2 separate regions of the Rattus norvegicus genome follow, and region 1 is linked to region 2. The links are chromatin contacts, called in public Hi-C maps. All regions are on one chromosome and are shown on one strand. Each heading gives the region's core, a stretch centred on a gene start, on an enhancer-like site or on the middle of the called end of the contact. The rest is flanking DNA. Distances are from core to core; before and after follow the strand shown. Region 1 holds the start of Gfra2 (GDNF family receptor alpha 2). Region 2 overlaps Dok2 (docking protein 2).

Evidence for each region. Hi-C and Micro-C count contacts between places; a contact is called where the count stands out from the background.
Region 1: a Hi-C map of Schwann cells shows a contact between it and region 2, with 8 times the contacts expected there. The contact joins the promoter of Gfra2 here to the enhancer-like site in region 2. A contact is called at or near these places in 4 of 12 Hi-C or Micro-C datasets (Schwann cells, frontal cortex, kidney and 1 more).

The regions. Positions count from the first base shown.
Region 1 is chr15:52,349,585-52,355,213 of GRCr8, forward strand. Gfra2 (GDNF family receptor alpha 2) reads left to right here and starts at 2,528. Exons shown (of 9, transcript NM_012750.2): 1 at 2,528-2,687. The coding sequence starts at 2,648.
Region 2 is chr15:52,250,704-52,256,349 of GRCr8, forward strand. Dok2 (docking protein 2) reads left to right here. Exons shown (of 5, transcript NM_001106048.2): 5 at 1-385. Among named protein-coding and RNA genes, the nearest start is that of Dok2, 7.6 kb to the left of the region's middle. Within about 2 kb of position 2,493, at least 14 of the 93 cell types and tissues checked have an H3K27ac peak or open chromatin away from gene starts, as enhancers often do.

The DNA.
Region 1 (5,629 bases), core at 1,278-3,777, 99 kb after region 2:
TGGAAGCTGCCCCTCCAGCTTTCCCACCAGCAGCTAAGGTTGCTGGGTTTATGAGTTCCGAGTTACCCGCCTCTTCACACGAAGTACACTAAGCAAATTCACAGCACTTCCTCTATCCCACCACCTTAATATTTAATAATGTATTTTAAAAGCTACTCCCTAATAAGCTTGGGATGGGATGTTGACCTTCTTCTTCTTCTTCTTCTTCTTCTTCTTCTTCTTCTTCTTCTTCTTCTTCTTCTTCTTCTTCTTCTTCTTCTTCTTCTTCTTCTTCTTCTTCTCCTCCTTCTCCTTCTCCTTCTTCTCCTGCTCCTTCTCCTTCCCCTTCCCCTTCCCCTTCCCCTTCCTCTTCCTCTCCTCCTCCCCCTTCCTTCCTTCTTTCTTTTTTTTTTTTTGGCAGTGTAGAAAGTTGAACCTGGCCCCGGGGACCCCATACAAGACATAGGATTGAGAAATGCCAGGGCAGCCGAGGATGTGCCAGAGAGAAGCATGGAACTGGGGTGCTCAGTGCGCGTGGGCTGTATGATCCCAAGAGCGCTGCTGCGTGTGTGCACCGCCTGTCTGCCTTGCCACCTCTGTCAGCAACCTCACTTCGCCTTCAACCCTTTTCCAGCCAGACGTTTCTTTTTTGGTGCCTCTGGACTTTTATTGTAAATTCTTATGACTAAAATACGCCGGTGAGCTGGGCCCAAAGACAGATGGATCAATTGTCCCCCTTCCCGGCGTGGGGAGGAGTCTCCATCCGGAAGGGTCCCCACCCGCAGCTTCGGGAACCGGGAGTGGCCATAGTTCCCTGACTAGCTCTAGGGAGGAGTCCAGGAGATCTCTGTGTGCGGGGTAGGGGTGGGAAGCGGAGGCCTGGGTGCCTCCTGTCTTGGGGCCCCCCAGTGGGGTGGAGTGTCAACCTGGGCTGGATACTTCCAGCGCGGTTGTGGCTGGTTCACTGGTCTTGGAGGAGGTAGTTGGGACCCTAAACAGCCTTCTTTCTGGTCTGGTGAAGGAGAGACCAACTGGGGAAGAGAGATCTAGATTGGCCGGAAAGCTGGTGTGTGTGTGTGTGTGTGTGTGTGTGTGTGTGTGTTGGGGAGCGCGCGGGGTGGGGTGGCAAGCTAGGCACCAGTGTGTAGTAAAAGTTCCTAAGCTCCGCATGCAGAACACACGTGTAGGAGCGCGGGGTTAGAGCCAGGGAGACAGGGCTGGCCTACAAGGGCATCTTGGGGTTCCCTAGTGCTTTTGGGGAGATGCTCAGACCGTCTCCCAACGAGGAATACATCAGCTAGCGGAGAGTGGTGCTCTCTCATCCAGACCTGGACCACCATGCCAGTGTTTTTCTACTGCCCTGCCCCCACGCCTCCAGGATGGCTCCAGCACCCGGGTCTCAGTGTCCCCCTAGCCTCGCTCAGGCTTCCGAAACCTCATGGCCCTGGGGGGTCTAGTGCGGAGGCGGTGGTACTTGGAGAACGCAAGCCTTCCCCTAGCCAGGAAGAGAGGTTGGATGGAGAGGAGGGGGCGGGAGGCTTGGTAGGTTTGAGCGTGGACACTGGCCGGGGGATCTAGTCGGTTTCCGGCCAAGGCACAGGCTAATCCCAGCAAGGGCGGGCAGTTGAGCTTAGGGAGCCAGAGGTGGAGCTCACCCCTAGGCCACTGTTCCCGGGAGCCAGCAACACTCCAGTGTTGGTTCCATCACCGGCGAGTCGCTCGCTACCACCGCTGCTGCAGAGTGTAGCTGCTCCGCCGCGCTCCCGCGCTCTGCGCTGCCAGCCGCCAGGGAGCCGGGGTGCTGAGCCCGGAGCAGAGGAAAGGGGCGAGGCGCGAGAGCCTAGGCGAGGGAGCCGCGAAGGGGGAGGGGGCGGGCTGAGGGAGGAGCAGGGGGAGAGAGTAGGGAGGGGAGGAGAGAGGGCGTGAGGGAGAGCGGAGACCGAGAGCAAAGAGCGAGAGCGAGGGAGAGGAGAGGAGAGGAGAGGAGAGGAGGGGAGAGAGGAGAGGGAGGGAGGAAAGACACGCAAGCACAGGCACACCGGCTCTGGAATTCCATTAGAAAAAAGTGAGCCGAGCAAGGGTTAGCGGGAGAAGATTTTTTTTTTTTTGAATCTTTTTCTTCGTCTTGGTGCCAAAGAAGCGACTCTGGTCTCCCGTCCTAGAAGCTCCTACTGGATTGCTCCTATTCCGTCGGTGGATTTCTTTCCTATTCGCATTTATTCTGACCCCCTCCCTCGCTGCTTCCTTCCAGCCCTTCACTTTCAGATCGCCTCGCCCCCACCTCTCCAGTCCCCTCCTGGGAAGTGCAGGGGAATTGGACCCACGGGGACTCACGCCTTCCCGGACGCGCGAGCAAAGGGCTGGGCTGACCTCAGGACCAGGCTGTTGGCTTAGAAGGCAGCCAGACACATAGCTACGTGTGTTTGATTTCAGTGGCAAGGGGGGACGTCGAGAGGCAGCCCACCGCCCGCCTCCTACCCCTCCCCCTCCAACCAGCAGTGAGAATCCCAGGACTCGGGATCTTCAACCGGCGGCCGCCCGGCGGGATCTCCGCATTGGATTTGGGGGTCGTTATTGCTCGGCTGTTATTATTATCGTTATTTTATTTTTATTTTTTAAACCTAAGGGAGAAAGACACATACACACAAAACTGTGGGATTTATTTAACATGATCTTGGCAAACGCCTTCTGCCTCTTCTTCTTTTTAGGTGAGTAGCTGCAGGTGGCGAGTCTGGGGGCCAAAGGGGCTGCGTGCGTTCAGCCGCCCACTGGAAGCTGGGCATGCGGGGATGGAGTTGGGGGGCTGCGAGCGGGGCGCCGCGGGAGACACCGAGAGGGCGCGCCGAGCTGGGGGTCGGGGCTTGGGGCTCCGGGGAGGCGAACTGCCCGGGAGGGTCTGGAGGAGGGAGCTGTGCAGGGCTAGCTGGTTGTGCGGAGGACTGAGAAGGAGACTTCCAACATTCAAACCTTCTCCGCACGCACTCCCGCGCCGCGCGCGCACACACCGATACACACTCTTACTTGCAGGCCGTGATAGCGCTCATTTCCCTCAAAATAATGGGTTCAATTTGCAACAACTTAGGAAGGAAAAAAAAATGCAACTCTTGGTGTGAAAGAAAAGAGGGAGGGGAGAGGCTGGCGGGAGCTATCAAGCCTGTCCCTCCTTTCTGTGGGTTTCTGCGGGAGGTCCAGGTTTGGATGTTTGCGGGTAGCCCTTGTAGTCACCTCCTACCTGCCAATCAGTCTGAGGAACGTACCCTATCTCTCCACTTTCGGTAGCACTTTGCAAGTTTTTTTTTTTTCCTACCCACTGCCTCTCTTCCCAAGCCAGATGGGTAGGTGGAGCTCAGCCTTGCAAATAGGTGTTCAAGGCCTTCAGAGCAATAGCCTTGGGGCCTAGGGTTAGTGGCACAGGAAAGTGGAGGCCAAAGTTTGCCCCTTGGAAAGGAGAAGATGGTGCGAGGAATGCCAGAAAAGGGCAAAAACAGATCTTAACAAAGACCACTTACTAATCATCCTGTAAGCTCCCTCCCTCTCTGACAGGGGGAGTGGCTGCCCAGTGGTTCTGAGCTCCAGCAGCGACTCCCCCCTCCCCTTATACTTTGTAAAATCTCAGCTGCTTAGGAAGCAAGGTATAGGGATAGATAGCGATTTCCTCTCACACAGGTAAAGAAAAGATGTTTACAGGCTGGAGAGATGGCTCAGCCGTTAACGGCTAGGCTCATAACCAAAAATATAAGAAAAGATGTTTACAAGGCTATATGTGGACCCAGGGTCCCCAGGCAAGGTTACTGTTAGGGAATTCTGAAAAGTGTGTGTGTGTGTGTGTGTGTGTGTGTGTGTGTGTGTGTGTGTGTGTGTGTGCCATCTGCTTTCAGTACAGGTGCTGTTCCGCTTGCTGGCAATCCAGAGTGAGGTAGCTACCAAGCAGGGATCAAGAGATCTCCCTTACCTTCAGCAGAAAAGGGCTCCGGAGAGTCCAGACAGGGAGGTAGACTTTGCTTATGGAAGATGTGCATGGTCTAAGAAGTGCCCTCCAGGTTGGCCCTGCGGATTTGTGGTCAGGGAGAGTCAATATTGGCTGTTTCTTGGATCCTTTGCCTGCTCACAGACTTTCTACCTCCCAGCTATGCATTCCCAGGGGATCTAGCCCTGCCCTGGGGTGTGGTCTTCACCATACTTGCTTTCCCCACATGTCAGTAACCCTGTGGGTAGGAGGAACAGGGTAAGAGGGTTGAAAATGCTCTGGGCTCACTCTCATCCTGCAGCCCTTTCCAGCAGCCTTGGAGAAGTGAACTCTCATTCTGAATGAACTGTCACAAAATTTGACCTTTTCTTCATTAATGGTCTGAAAACGCAGCTTTCTGGGGTCTTAGAATGATCAGAGTCAAGAAGAAAACATTGCATTCCAGGTAAAACCAGCCAGATTGCCTGCTGTTGAGTTGCACCCCTCCCTCATAAAGGATGCATGCTTCCAGGTATAGGGGTCCCTTCCGAGGGGCAGTAGTAGATGAATACAGTCCTCTCCAGTGTCAGACCACAAGTTGCACATCGGGTGATCCTAGCTGAGGAGTCAGCTCTCCTCAGCGGTAGCAATAGGTATCCTGCCCATAATGGGTGTGTACGGGTGAGTGCACGTATGTGTGTAGAGTATGAGCAGGGCCCACCACTGCCTGCTCCCCAGGGGCGAGATGGGAAGTGGAGGAGAGGGTTGCCTGATACCTCCTTGAGTTATGACCCTTCAGTTCCCTATCCCTTGAGAAGTCCCTCTCCAAAGCTGGGCACAGGTGACAGAGCAGGGGATTCTGAAGGGCTCTGATGGAATGGGATGATGGTGTGAAGGAAACTTAAATCCAAAGGCCTTTTCCTGGCCAGAAGACTACAGTTGGGAACCACTTGGAAAGTCTGTTTAATGTGGAGGTTCCTTAGCAGTTTGAGATTTCAGTCTTAAGCAGTTTGGCTGGGGCCATGGTGAAGAGTGCCCCACCCCCTTCAGAGGGCTTTTCCAAAGGTTCTGAGTGAGATCTAGTGTCAAGAGGACTGTGGTGGAGAGAAAAGGCTTTTTAGCCCAACCATCCAGATTTTCAATGTTGGCATAGGATGCAATGGAGAGAGAGAACAGAGTGGGCAGAGGACCAAGCCCCCGCTGGTCTTCTAGCACACATTTTGTCTATTGAGGGAACTGTAGATGCAGGAGGGCAACCTGGACCTCTACCTTCCCCTCCCCAGTACTCCCTAGAACTGTTATACACTGTCTATTCTTGATAAATCCAAGTTTCCTTCCTCTAGGCCATGAAGGTAGCCTTTTCTTCTGATTCTTGGCTAGCCTCTCCAGGTTACTGTGATTTCCTTCTCTGATTGGACTTGGTTGCTTCTGTCCCAGAGATAGGGACAGTCCTTGAAAGGATGTCCTGGTCCTCTGCAGAATATATCCTTGCCTTTCATGAACACCAGTTGACAGGATGAGGAAACCCTTGATACTGGCATGGGAGCCAACAGAGGCTTGCGTTAAGGACATCAAGGGGACTCTTGGCTCTAGCTGTAGACCAGGCCGAAGGAGTTGCTTTCTTTCTGCATTCCCTGAAATGCAGACTGACTTTAAACTTGTGTAAATTCTGAGCCCATAGAAAGCCCAGGATGCTGGCATGTC
Region 2 (5,646 bases), core at 1,243-3,742:
TTTTGAGAAAGACTTGGCCTTTAACATATTTTACATTTATTTACTTCTTCTGTGTGGGCAGGCAGGTGGGGCTTGTGCCACTTTTCTCGAGGAGGATGAAGGACAACTTGCCGGAGTCAGCTCTCTCCTTCTCATGAGCCCCAAGGTCTGTGTGACTTTTATGCACTAAAAATAAGACTTACAGGCTGGAGAGATGACTCAGCGGTTAAGAACACTGACTGCTCTTCCAGAGGTTCTGAGTTCAAATTCCAGCAACCATGTGGTGGCTCACAACCATTTGTAATGAGATCTGATGCCTGTTTCGGGTATGTCTGAAGACAGCAACAGTGTACTTATAATAAAAAAATAGATAAGTAAATAAATAAATCTTTAAAAAAAAGAGAAATAAGACTTACCTATTATGTGGCCCAAGCCAGCCTTTTCTACGACTTGACTGCCCCTCACCCCCCACTCTCCTGAATGCATATATGTGAAAAACAGAGAGAGCCAAAGCACAGGTGTCTGTCCACAAGAGGCAGTCCAAGGCCATGTGCTTCGGAAACAATAACTGTTGGGAGACCAAGAAAGGCTTCATAGCAAAAGGTGGTGTTTAAGGTAGGCTTTTCAGCATTTGATGGTACTTAAGGTGTCTGTGGAAGGGTGGGGGGAGAGGGGAAGGGGGAAGAGAAGGGGGAGAGGGAGGGAGGGAGAATATCTTGGAAGGGAGGAACAATAATGAAACTACAGAAGGAGTCGGGAAGCAATTGGAGACTCAGAGTGGAGGGGAGCCGTGATCCGTCACTGTTCAGTCGGAATGTTGACTTAATGATAGCAGGAAACATCCATCGGGTAGAAATTACATTTTGAACAATGCTGAACTTCGATCTCTCCTCCACTGATCTCTAAGGATAGGTTCCTTTTCCTTAGTGCTGGGCATTGGCAATGGCCGCCAATCTCAGGTGTGACCCATGCAACTTTGACTTAGGATAACATGAACACTGGGGAGGGGGCGCCTTATCAACACAGAAACCTGCTGTAGATGGAGGAACAGTGTCTGCAGCAGCAGATTCGGAGTGTGTTGTGGGAAGTTTGTAGTTAGTGGGACAAGGAAGGGAGTTTTGAAGCTCTGGGTAAGGAACGCCACAGAAATCTTTAGTACAGCAGCTCTGGAAGGATGGACTTGGGGGTGAGAGGTATAAGAGTCTCCACTGAGAGGGTTCCTGGGATCCAAAAGGTGTTACAGAGTTAGCTCCTGTGGAACATGGGTATCTGCTGAATGTGGCCCATGGAGAAGGGAGGTTTCCAGGGAGAAACTTGAGTTTCAGGTAGTGAGCTTGGATCCTCACATGCTGAGGTTAAGATGGCTGTAGTAGCCAGGGGATGTGCTTTTAATCCCAGCACTCTGGAGGCTGACACATCTCTGAGTTCGAGACCAGCCTGTTCTACAGAGCAGAGTTCCAGGTCAGTCAAGGCAACACAGAAAACCTGTCTCAAAAAAACTAAAAACCCAAAATAAAACCAACCAGCTGAACAAACAGGAAGATGGCTGCATTATGTCCAGCCACAGTGAGGTAGAACTAGACGAGGTTCTAGTGTCCAGGAGAGCAAGGAGTAACACACACACACACACACACACACACACACACACACACACACACACAAGCACACTCACAGATCGATGCTCTCAAGACCCCGGGTAAGGAGTAACACACACACACACACACACACACACACACACACACACACACACACACACACACACACACACAGGCACACTCACAGATCGATGCTCTCAAGACCCCGGGTATGTGACCAGCTAGGTTTTGTCAGTTTTAACAGAGTAAGTAAGCTGGAACAGGTGAGAGGTTCTCTGCCCCTTTTGTCTGTGCTAAGTGCCAAGGTTTGCATTCAATCTAAGTTCCAGAATCTGTGCAGGTCCAATTCTCTAAGGAGCTCAGGCTCCTCAGAACACTGGGGGAAGAAGTCAGGCAGATTCTTGGTGTCTCATTACTAATTTCCTCACGTGGCACTTGACGTGCTCATCCCGAATGTGCCCAGCAGGGGGCAGTGTCAGCCTGTGGAAACTGCCACTAGGGATTAAACCTACGAGGTGAAGTGGGTGCCTGGTCCTGAGGGACGAATTTCTCTGCCCTAAGGATCTGGGGCTGCGGGGAAAGCTTCAGGAGTCTGCATTTGAGAGCGGGTCCCTTCGGACTCTAGGGATTCCCCTCCGGAAGTGTGGACACGCTTTCAAATCCTGGGCCGATCCCTATCTCTTTGCGCTTTTCACCTTCAAGAGACAGAACTTTCTGGTTGCTCTTCTCTGAGATCACGTGATCTCACCAGGGGAAGTGGGGGACAGCCTGACTGGGGAAAAGTGGGGTGGGGGTTGGTAGCTGCAGAAGTAGAGCATTTGGGGAAGCTGGGAGGGGCAATGAAAGTCTTTAGAGGACTGTTGGGGAAATGCTGACTAGGCTTTCAGTGCCCTCAGAGGAAATGAGCCAGTGGGTGTGCCCCATCCTGCGGGAGCTCTGAGTGCCTCTTAGCTAGGCTTTAGCTGCGTCTGTGTCACCGTGATGTGTGCACCATCCATTCAGTAATTCTACAGAGCAACTCCCACTTGTACGTCCCCCTCACTCAGAAGCTGGGATTCTGGAAGGCTCCCCAGCCCCAACTCAAAGGAGCTAGCAGTGGGGAGCAGAGAGCGAAGGTGGCTATTGATGGATCAGTGATAAAAGCAACTTGAGAGCACCTCAGGCAGACACATTGAGGCAAGGCCTCCTTCAAGAGCCGCTGAGCCATCTAGGAGGCCAGGGGAAAGTTCATCGGTAAGGAAGGAGACAGTCCTGCCATTGCGGGGCTGAGCCAAGAATTTACAAAGACCTTGCCACCCAGAGAGGGTCTCTGGGCTCTAGGCAAGCCTCTTAGTTCCTGTTGATCCTATGAGAAGCTTGGTTGTATCTAGGACTCTTGTAGACTGGCTTAATCTTTTCACTGAAGTCATAGGTTGCCTAATGCATGGACATGCTCTGAGAAATTTGTCACCATTCATCCTCACCACTGAATTTTCTTTTACTAATTACTTCTTTTCTTTTCTTTTTTTCTTTTTTTCTTTTTTTCGGAGCTGGGGACCGAACCCAGGGCCTTGTGCTTGCTAGGCAAGCGCTCTACCACTGAGTTAAATCCCCAACCACTTACTAATTATTTCTTTACATACTGACCACAGTTTCCCCTCCTTCCCCTCCTCCCAGTCCTTCCCGCCAACCCCCATTCACTTCTCTTCCGTTTCTTTTCAGAAAATGGGACCTCCCATCAACCAACTCTGGCATCAAGTTGCAGGAAGACTAGGCACATCCACTTCTACTGAGACTAGACAAGGTAGCCCAGTAGGAGGAAAGGGTCCCAAAGGCAGGCACCAGAGTCAGAGACAGCCCCTGCTCTTGCTGTTAGGAGTCCCACTTGAAGACCAAGCTACACAACTGTAACATACATGCAGAGGGCCCGGGTCAGTCTCATGCAGGCACCCTGGTTGTTGCTTCAGTGTCTGTGGGCCAGGTTAGTTGATTCTGTAGGTTATCTTGCACCACTGAATTTTTACACCTACATGATATATAACTACATATATAGGTACATGGCATGTGTGTACATATGCTTATATATATGTCTGTGTGTAAATATAATTTATACTATTTGCTATGTAGAATATAACATACACATGTAATATATAATTTATATATTCTATATAATCACACTATATCTATAATATGTATGTCACAGCCTGTTTCACCTAGGATACAAACATGTAGAGCTTTGTTATATGTGAAACACTGGATGTACTGGTAGCACAGTGGTATTTGTGTATATAAACATTCAAGATAGAAGAGAAGCATAAACATACCAGGCAGGAGGAGTTCTTTCATCTGTTTAATCTTATAGGCTTTATATAAGCTTGCCGTTGACTGAGAAGTCATTGTGTGCCACAGACCGTGTGGTGGCATCAGGGCAGGTAGGAGATCAAGTCCCCAGCTTGGAGGTGTGTGTCCAAATTCACAACTGCCAGATGCTGCATCATTCCCATTCTTTCTCTTCTGACTCTCCCATCTCTATTGTTCCGACTTTCTTCAGAGTGCATAAACTTTGTGTGTGTGTGTGTGTGTGTGTGTGTGTGTGTGTGTGTGTGTTGGCTGATCCAAGTGAACCTGCCCTGTGCTTACAGTGGGATACCAGGCCCCCCAGGAGGTTCCACTGTGGACTTTCAGCATCTGAAAAGGCCCCGATTTGCTTGGGCCTCTCTGGCCCATTCAGCTCTCTCTGGGGACTCTCCTCAGGCTACTGATGCTGCCACCACTTTTCAGCCTTGATGCTAACCAGCCTACTGCTTCTTGGCTTCTGGGCATTGATTCAATTAGCCAAGATGCCCACCTCCTCCTGCAAGAGCCATTTATAAAATGAACTGGGGTAGCCGCAGATCCTCAGGCAGGACAGGGCTGGGGAGATGGTGAGCTGAGGGGAGGAGGTAGAGGAACCCTGGGAGGGGTGTCTGATCCGATTAGGTGCTAGACTGGCTTCCCCCTGGCAGGAGGCTGTACATCATTGCTTTGCTTTGGTCCTCTACTGCCCAGCACAGAGCAGAGTCCATCAACCTCTAGGCAGTGGCCAGGTTTGGCAGGGAGAGGGCAGTGGTATGTAGAGTGTTCACAACACTTTCATCTTTGTAGAATGCTTGGGACAGCTTAATGTTGTGGGCTGGGCACACAGGCTTCAGCTTGACTCCCTGGGTTCAAGTTCTACCTCTGCCTAATGGCAGCTGTGCCTATGGCACTTGCATCGTTTTTTTTTTTTTTTTTTTTTTTTTTTTTTTTGCTGGTGGAAAAGGAGAAGGGTAACACTTATCTTTTTCAAAGCTTGTAGCAAAGATAAAAAGAACCAATGAAAGCATAGCTCCCAGGACAGTGCCTGGCACAAACCAAGCTCTGGTGTCCACCAGTCTCATTTGGTCCTCAAACCAGCAGGCAAGTTATTCTTATTAATAGTGTCACTGGGTCATAGGCAAGCATCTTCCCCCCTGGTCTTTGCAGAGAAGACTTGGGCTTTGTAGGTGTGGAAGGAATTGCCTGGGCGAGAGACATATGGTTCTAAAGAGTAAAGAAAGGAGAAAGAGCAATCAAGGAGAGGTTAGGAATGCGTTGCCAGTGGCCTTTCCTTTCCACACTAGGAGAGGGAGTGCAGAGAATCAGCTTGGAGAAGGGTTCTTGGAGAAGATGTGTGTGTGTGTGTGTGTGTGTGTGTGTGTGTGTGTGTGTGTGACAGAGAGCAGAGAGAGGGAGAGAGAGAGAGAGAGAGAGAGAGAGAGAGAGAGAGAGAGAGAGAGAGAGGTGTTTGAGTAAAACTAATGACTTGAAGTCATATCATGGGTCCATGCTGGCAGCCTGTGTTCTACTCGAGACAGCTTTCCAGATTGCTCTATGTTCTCCAAGCAGTTCTCTTCTGTTATTCTAAAATTCTCAGGACAGTTCATCTCTCAGAGGTCAAAAGCCCAGTTTTCTATTTTACATATCAATTCAGTCATGATATCAATTCAGGTTTCCTTTTGAGTATCTCATGAATCAGCATCCCATGACCCCAGCCCATTGATACTTAGGAAGAGTCAGCAAGCACAGACCCAGC